3 separate regions of the Mus musculus genome follow, and regions 2 and 3 are each linked to region 1. The links are chromatin contacts, called in public HiChIP or PLAC-seq and promoter capture Hi-C maps. All regions are on one chromosome and are shown on one strand. Each heading gives the region's core, a stretch centred on a gene start, on an enhancer-like site or on the middle of the called end of the contact. The rest is flanking DNA. Distances are from core to core; before and after follow the strand shown.

What was found. Promoter capture Hi-C pulls out the DNA fragments that hold promoters and counts their contacts. HiChIP or PLAC-seq counts read pairs in DNA pulled down with a chosen protein or histone mark.
Region 2: a contact with region 1 is called in a promoter capture Hi-C map of 3T3-L1-derived adipocytes, with 2.6 times the contacts expected there. The contact joins the enhancer-like site here to the promoter of Rbm39 in region 1. A contact is called at or near these places in 4 of 39 promoter capture datasets (the 3T3-L1 cell line, 3T3-L1-derived adipocytes, fetal liver and 1 more), 3 of 484 Hi-C or Micro-C datasets (adipose-derived mesenchymal stem cells, cerebellum and cortical neurons) and 3 of 115 datasets of contacts at active chromatin or transcription factors (SST interneurons, bone marrow-derived macrophages and embryonic midbrain).
Region 3: an H3K27ac HiChIP or PLAC-seq map of microglia shows a contact between it and region 1, with 4 times the contacts expected there. The contact joins the enhancer-like site here to the promoter of Rbm39 in region 1. A contact is called at or near these places in 1 of 39 promoter capture datasets (hippocampal neurons), 2 of 484 Hi-C or Micro-C datasets (cerebellar granule neurons and cerebral cortex) and 3 of 115 datasets of contacts at active chromatin or transcription factors (embryonic hindbrain, microglia and neural tube).

What each region holds. Positions count from the first base shown.
Region 1 is chr2:156,178,897-156,181,596 of GRCm38.p6, forward strand. Rbm39 (RNA binding motif protein 39) reads right to left here and starts at 1,342. Exons shown (of 17, transcript NM_001291114.1): 1 at 991-1,342; 2 at 281-344. The coding sequence starts at 331.
Region 2 is chr2:156,489,175-156,491,874 of GRCm38.p6, forward strand. All of the region lies in intron 2 of Epb41l1 (erythrocyte membrane protein band 4.1 like 1), which reads left to right. It overlaps Gm33977 (a long non-coding RNA gene), which reads right to left. Exons shown (of 3, transcript XR_375167.4): 3 at 543-2,055. Among named protein-coding and RNA genes, the nearest start is that of Gm33977, 8.3 kb to the right of the region's middle. Within about 2 kb of position 1,282, at least 35 of the 459 cell types and tissues checked have an H3K27ac peak or open chromatin away from gene starts, as enhancers often do. A contact at or near this core is called in 3T3-L1-derived adipocytes, SST interneurons, cortical neurons and 1 more, where this site is marked.
Region 3 is chr2:156,525,546-156,528,245 of GRCm38.p6, forward strand. It overlaps Epb41l1 (erythrocyte membrane protein band 4.1 like 1), which reads left to right. Exons shown (of 25, transcript NM_001368800.1): 19 at 1,344-1,448. Among named protein-coding and RNA genes, the nearest start is that of Aar2, 21 kb to the right of the region's middle. Within about 2 kb of position 1,371, at least 2 of the 459 cell types and tissues checked have an H3K27ac peak or open chromatin away from gene starts, as enhancers often do. A contact at or near this core is called in microglia, where this site is marked.

The DNA of each region.
Region 1 (2,700 bases), core at 92-2,591:
ACACTGGAATCAAAGGTGAATTCATGGGAGTAGAGGTGAGATATCGTTAGGCAAGTCTACAAAGAGAGATAGATGGGCATTTATTCATCACGCTGAAGTGAAACTACTGCACAATATTATTACATCAATAGCATATATTTACTTTTGTAAGTTACACGTATTGCATCTCTGATAAGGTAATCAAGAGGGCTCCGGGAAGGTTAGTTTACATTTCAGCAGTAGTTTCGTGAATAATGCTAAATTAAGAAATATATTAAAGCTCACTAGCGTGTTTTCTCACCTTCTTGTAAGGGGCCTCAAGCATGGCTTCAATATCAATATCGTCTGCCATTTTCTCTACTCGCCTGGGGAAGAACAAGACAGTCCTGTAAGTACACCTGCAATTCTGCTAAATAATAAAATAAGATAAAATGTCCCCTTGATCTCCCATCCTCAAAGCCTGAGAAAACTCCTTTGAAAGCGCTACGATGGCTAAAATTGTGCGACGCCCATCAGACAAGGCTGCCTTGGGTACGCCAAGTGTCACGTTCCTTGTACCTAAGACAGGAGCAGGACTCCAGGTCGAATTTCAAAAGCCCGCCCGCGAGCGGCTAAAAGCGCCCCCAGGAAGGATGCAGCGGAGCGCTTCCTCACCGCACAAAACCCGCGCTGCCATTTTAGCGGCGGAGGGAGACTCCCTCCGCTGGGAGGGGTTGTGTACCACGGCGGCGTTCCACGGGCGCCATGTTGGGAGGTCGCGACCAGCCCCGGCCCTCGGAAGGACAGATCTTTATCTGACCGAGGTCCCCACGGAGGTCCCGGCCGCTACCAAAAAACGCCCACGACGTCCTTGCCCGAGATGAAGGGCACGGCCGAGGAGAGGTGACCCCACCGTACCGGGAAGGCCCCCTCCCCCTCTGCGCGCCGAGCAAAGCGGCGAAAAGCCTCGGCATCGCGGAGCACCCAGCTCGGGCAGGCGACCCACTCCCCGCCGGCCGCGACGCCCCGTACCTGTGCGGGCTTCCGCGCGCCTGTGCTCGCCACGGGAAGTCGGCTGCCGCCGCCGCCGCCGCTGCTGCTGTCGCTACTGTTAAGCCACTAGGCCCAGGCCGCGGTACCGCCCAACCCGAATATCGGGCCCCGAGGGCGTCTAGGCCCAAGCGAATCTAAAAGAAACAATGGGATTAAAGGAGCCCGCGACGGAGAGCAGGGCAGCGGCTTCGGCAGCTCAGGATCCACCCCTGCGACAGCGTCGGCTAGCTCCCTGAAATGGCGGCCGCTGCTCCTCCGTACTCACAGTCACCAACACATACACACACACAAACACCCGGGGTCTCCCGGAGCCGCAAGCACGGGCTCTCGCGAGAAACTGCCCCGGGTTCCAGACTGGAAAGCACGAACTATCGCGAGATCTCTCACCGCGGCTCCCGGCGACCGTGGCCCAATCTCGCGCAATGATTGCGCCACAGATGATCACAGTTTCCCTTCCCCCAATTCCGAAAGGCTTCTCGGACTCCCCCGCCAGAGCTGCACCCAAGTCTCGCGAGGGTGCGTCCTCTATCGGGCAAAGACAGTTGGTGCCCTGACTGTCAATCTTTGGGAGGATTCCTTGCTGAGTGGTGCATCGTTGCTGTCATCCTGGCTGGTGTCATCTCCTCGCTGGGTGTGAAGGTTTCCCCTCTCAGAGCCGACCCCCACCCCGGACACCCGCCCTCCCACACAGATGGCTGTCAAGGTCGCCATAAGGCAACCTATTATAATACATATGGCTGTGGGCTAAGACAGTCGTGTCCAGACCCACCAGTGGTGAAAACGCATGCAGACAAGAACGAGCTGTACACAGGGGAATGGGAATAAAAAGTACGATTTTCTTGTCGTTTGGTGTCACCAGTTAGATGTGGGCTCGATAGTGAAGCTTCGCAACACCCTTGGAAACCGGAGGCGGTGGCCGGGCTGGGAAGAAACCGCAGTGTGTAGCTTTCTAACCCCTGAATTTAGTCGGGCTCTGAATCGGGGTGGTTTGTGACTTTAAAAGGTCCCCTCACTTTTCCCTAGGATTTTGACTGTGTGAATTTACCGCTTTTGTTTAATTTTTGTTGGATTTTATTTGGTTTGCTTTTTGTGTATTTGGGAGTGGTTAATTCTGTGGTAGAGAAGCTGAGTGATCATTGGAAGGTTTTTTTTTTCTCCCACTTTTACATAATAGAAAACGTTTTGAAATAAAATATCAAACCAGTCTGGAAACCTATCAGCAGCTTAATAATTGAGGGTATAAAAGGTCCAAAATGTCACACCTTGCTTGGTGTAGCCACTCCAACAATGTGACCTTGAGCAAGTAAATTAAGCTCTCCATATATTCCGATTCCTCCTCAAGGGGGGAATATTATAATTAGTAGCAAGGATAAGCTTGACACTAGCCAAGACTGCAAATATTCACTAATTCCCAAGTTTAGCAGGGGATGTATGTCCAGGTGGACTCTCCCTGAAAGCTCGTGAGGAGTAGGAAGAGCATGTGGAATGATGACAGGAAACTTCTTGGGGCTGGCAATGTAATACAGTTGGCAGGTGACTTTTCTAGCATGCCTGGTAGAGCTTGTCTATAGTTATGCACTCAGAAAACAGAAGCAGGGGGATTTCTGTGAATTTGAGGTCAGCCTTATGAGTTCCAAAAAATTTAGCTGATCTGGCTTTCTCTCTCAGATGTGGCACACTGCATGAAAT
Region 2 (2,700 bases), core at 32-2,531, 310 kb after region 1:
CCTGGTCTACAAAGCAAGTTGTGGGCCAACCAGATGTAGAAGGAGATGGAGGTGGAGCAGAAAAGGAGAAGGAATAAAACAGAGGGAAACCCAGGAGGATCCGCGTCCTTTATCACCAGCCCGTGGCATGGCGGCATGTCCTTGGGACGGCGGGGGAAGAAGATCACTTGAGGCCAGGTGTTTGACTCAAGCCTGTCCTGTTCTGATACTTGGAGATAACGTAGCTGATACTCTGCTAAGATGTCCCTTGTAGATACCACTTGACTTTCCAGGATGTGGTGTCCTGACAAGCCTGCCCGCCGTAAGCTGAAATGAATGCATGCTTCATTATTGCCATTTTATTAGTAATATCCTATAGACAGTCAGGACTTCCCAAAGAGACACAGTGGAAGCACAGAACTAGAAGTAAGAAATCCTATTCTCAGAGAGCACGGCAAAGGATGCTGGGTTGTATTCTTGAGTATATTTGTTTTAAGAGTTAGGAACTACCAAGGACCTTGGCGTGAAAGTGAACCAGTCTGATTTGGCGTGGAGATTGCTCTGCTACTCAGGAAGAAAATAACAACCCCAAAATATTGTACTGAAATTTAAAATCCCCAGAAGCGGTGTGCCTGAGTTTTCAAATATAGAAGCCTCAGGATTTTAATAAGTTTATTTGTACAGAATGCGGTCTAGGTGATTTTAATATGCAGTCTTGGAACATACCCACCAAAGGAAATATAATTGCTGCTCATATATGGAGAAATGCGAATGTCGTGGTGATTGGAACAAGAATAAGTGGCTGACACATGTGGGAAATGTAGGACGGGAGCAGAATGTTTTCGTGGAAGTCACACAGGGCTTTTGTTTGTCTTTGGTGACCTAAGAGATTCCACCCTGTCTTCCATAGGTCCATTCTTACCCCCACACCAACATTACGTATTACCACAATGGTATCTGTCGAGTACTGTTCAGTTCTATTTTCCAGTAGATGTGACCCTTAGCCCTGGAAGGAACACCACAGTGTTCAGAGCACAGTGGTAAAAGGCCAAGGGGGAAAGCCAACATGGAATCAGGACAGATGACGCTTGCCAGAACCGTGCAGGGAGAGGAAGGTTCTGCGAGGCTGGAAGGGTGTGTGGATGCTTTGGCGGGGAGACGGCTGGGAAAGGCTTCTTGGAAGCAGGAAGAGTTAAGCCACATATTCAGGAAAGGATGTGGAGTAGGCAGAGCACTTGAGGATGCAGGCTGTGCCGCACACACCGTGAACCTCGGCATGTATCTAGGAGCAAGGCAATTCCCTTGTTTACCTTGTGCAGGCGCGTTATGTAAGGAGACAGTTGAAGACTCATGGGGAGTGCTGAGACGGATGTAATGAGAGAGTCCAAATAAAGGAGTTTGAAATTTTAATGCAGGAAATGATGAGCTGTCAGATTTCAGCTGGAAGGTGGGGATGGGACCGGCAACGGCGAGTCTAGGCAAGCTGAAGTGTTTCTATTCCTGGGCTGAAGCTTTGAATGCTGGCAGTTCTTCTTTTAATGGGGGCTGTGGGGTCCTCAGCATTTATTTACCTAGCTGTTCATATTTTAATGCTTTTATTAGCATATATTAAGTTACACAGTGACAGGTTTTCTGGTTTCACATTGTCATAAGGATCTGTGTGTTTACTAAGATGGGGTCCGATGTGTGGATCGTTGACTTCGTGCCCATTCGCTCAACCGCTTGCTGTGATTTTTGCATGCATTTCTCCTTCTTTCGAGAGGATACGCCTGTATCTATGCATCCAGGCCCCTGGCCGTGGCCTCACTGGAGTTCCTTGGTGTTCCCCCTGGGCCTGAGCTCTTTCTCCTGTGAGGAGGTTATGTTGGGCTTTTTGCTGGGGGTAGTCGAGTGCAGGAGAGAGAAGATGGGCCTGCCGTTCAGATCCGGAGAGCTAGGCCACAAGTGGGGAGGAGAGCAGACTGAAGAAGCTAAGGGGCACGTTTTTGAAGATGTGACTCAAGTCTTACCTGTGACAGAAGTGGGGTAGAGTATTTCTCAGGTGGTGTCCAGTTTAGCACTGGCTTACCAGAGGATCTGCAGGAAAATTTGGAATAGTCACTTGAAATTCCTCTCCTAGCTATTTCCAGGGAGCTACAGGTTGAGGAAAGAGTTCCAAGAGTCTGGGCTGAAGCCAAACAGAGGACCCAGGAAGGGGATTTGTGGATGTACCCCATACCCCAGGGGCTGCCTGGACACCAGGGTCGTGTAAATTCTGCTTGCCACAGCCCAAAGTGTCTACATATATGCTGTTGGATTTTTAAAATAATATAAAGTATTTGTTTTATGACATGTATATTTGCTCTCTCTCTCTCTCTCTCTCTCTCTCTCTCTCTGTGTGTGTGTGTTAGTGTTGGTGATGGTATAGGCTCTAAGAGGGAGCTGGATGTCCTCCCTCCCACCCTGCAGCTGGAGTTCCAGGTCGTTCTGAGCTCCCTGGTGTGGGTGCTGGGAATTGAACTTCGGTCCTTTGCAAGAATAGCAGGTGCTCTTAACCACTGGGCTCTCTCGCCACCCATCTTTGGATGTTTTTAAACACAAAACTATGTAAAGAGCTTTTACCCATTGACCCCACCAGACCAGGACTGGCAACCCTCAGGGCTGAAGGAAGGAAGGTCCTGGGCTCAGCAGGCAGGACTGTGACCCTGCATGGGCTTGAACTCCCTCAGAGCAGCTGTTATG
Region 3 (2,700 bases), core at 121-2,620, 350 kb after region 1:
GAACTGTGCTGCATAGCACCTGGAGAGAGCATGTGTCCGTGGACTCCTGAGCCTCCTACAGCTGGTCTGAACGCTGAGTGGTTTTTCTTGATGCAGGCCAGGGCTCATTTTACCAGGGTCTGGAGAAGGGGCAGTTATTTAAATCCACCAGGTCCTGAGATGTTAGGGCTGGCAGTGGACACTCCAGGAAAAGAGAAGACACAACCTCTGGAGAGGATGCAGGGCCAGCGTCTGAGCTTCTCTGCTTTGTGGCTCCCTTAGTAGAGCTGCACAGAGGAGTCTCAGAAACTCCCCCTTTCCCTTTACCCTAGCAGATCCTCGCCCCCACCCCTAGACAGTGAACACCAGCTTATTCATGCTGGTATCCTACCCCATGCTGTACCCTCTGGGCGGAAGGCTCCTTCTCCCTTTCCGTGCCTCACCGTGATCCAGGACAGCTCACGCACCTCTCTCCGTGCTTTTCTGGCTACCTGGGAGGCAGTACTAGCCCTACAGCATCCTGCTCTGTCCTGCCACTTTGGCTCTAACATTTCCAGCACAGTCAGGGCAATGGCTGGTTGCTCTGCCCTTCTCCCACCAGGTCTTAGCTGTTCTAAGGTACACTCGGTACCAAGGGACGATAAACGAATGAGCAGCTAGATACCAGGATTCTGGAAGAATCTCTCCTTTCTCCCTCTTCCTTCCAACCACATGAAAAGCTAGATCCATTTATCAGACCTACAGTGTGTAAAGCCATGAACTAGGCCTGAGAGTCGAGTCAATAGAAGCTGATCATTTAGCTTGAGACACCTAGGATACGGTTTGTAAAGCCAACTGATGTGTTTTCTCTGGCTTTAATTTTTAAAATTACATTGTGTTTTTTTATATCATAAAAAATATACCAAAGAAAAGCCCACCATGCAGAGGCGACGATAAATCCACACCTGAATGGAATCCCCCATGCTTTCCATATCTTTCGGCCAGCTAGCCTCCTCGCCTGTTCCCATCTGTTGCCTGGCCCCTGGATACTTCCGTGTGTAGTTCTTCCACTGAGCAGCAGTTTGCACGAAGTGACTAAAAGGTGTAGGCGACGTGTGTGTAAGGAGAACGCTGAGCATTGAGTTTAACCACACCAATACAGCCTCAAAAGACATGCAGCCCTGAAGCATGGGGTCAGGCCCTCCTCATGCAGGCAGTGGCCTTGGCTCTCTCTCTTTGGGTCCTTTCTCAGTGACACCAACCATGCCTTTACATACTTTTCCGTGGGGTTGGGAGAGAGCTTTCTCCTCCTGCATCCCTGTTGTCTGTGAAGAGGAGTTGTGTCTAGGCTTGAGTTTTCACGTGTCCCCTTTATGTTCCTGTAGTCTGTGAAAGCAGAAACCATGACCGTCAGCAGTCTGGCAATCAGGAAGAAGATTGAGCCAGAGGCCATGCTGCAAAGCAGAGTCTCCGCTGCAGACAGCACCCAGGTAACCTGTGCCCCTACTGTAACCTGACACAGGGACCGGCCATTTGAACATAGGATCCTCACTGAAGTGGCCAAGCCCTTTGGTCAACCTTTTCCTTCCCTTCATCCTCCCTGAGGTCAGACACGGAACAGGGAAAAACCATGCTTTCCCATCTGTAAATGGGGGTGATGTTGCCTCCCCCCCCTCCTCCTGGGGGTGTTCAGTGCTCATGGCTAGCAGTTTAGAGGCATGGCTTTCAGGCTGCTTGATACGTGTGGAGAGGATCTTTCCAAGGCAGCTTGGGGGAGAGAAAAGGAGACCTCTCAGTCACTGGTTGTTCAGAACAGCTTATCTGGGTCATTTTTTATGCATGGAGGTTCCACATTCGATTGGAAAGATGAACAAACCAGGCCCAAATGACTGAAGAATGTGTTAGTGAGGTGAAACTAGCTTGCACCCTGGAGAAGGCTAGCTTGCCTGGGAACAGCTCACAGCTTAGTGCACACTTCCTGTGTGTCCTCTGTGGCTCTTCAACTTTTAAAATGTATAAGTCTGAGGGATTGCCCCTGGTTCTTCTTGCCACAGGACTTCAGAGCTCAGTCCCTTCTCCTGGTGACCAAGAGCAGAGTCCTTACCTGGGGTTCCACCCCCAGCACAGGCATTCTGAATATGACATAAAATAACACAAATGTATTTTCCAGATTTTTTTCTCCTACTGTTACAGTATGCCAAGTAATGGCTTTGCAGCTGCTCCTGCCGTTAGAGAGTCGTAAGCTGGCTACCCCAGACAGGCCTCTGCCCTCCCTGGCTTGCTTTGTTTTAGCAACCTTTGTTTTTAATGCAAAGGATAAAGAAATCAAAACGACCTTAAATCCCATAACCTGGTGTCATCAAAACATCAAAATGTCCAGTTATAAAAGTCAATAGACTGGATGACATTATCTATATGTTGTCTCCTGGGAGAAGATACTAACACAGATGTTCACATCTGTTCATACTTAAAGTTATTAGATAAATAAGACCACTGACTCTTACAGTATATCCTTTGCCCTCAACAAGCTTAGAATTTACTCAATTGCTGTCTCTGTCTCTATCTGTCTCTCTGTCTCTGTCCCTCCTCCTTCACTTCTGTCTTCATGAGACAGGGTCCCTGTTAGGTATCTCAGACTGGCCTCAAACTTATTGTGCTGCTGAAGGTGACCTTGGGCTTCCTCCTGCTTCTACCTCCCATGTGATGATGAGATTGCAGGTTGCAGCAAATACCTAATTTTTG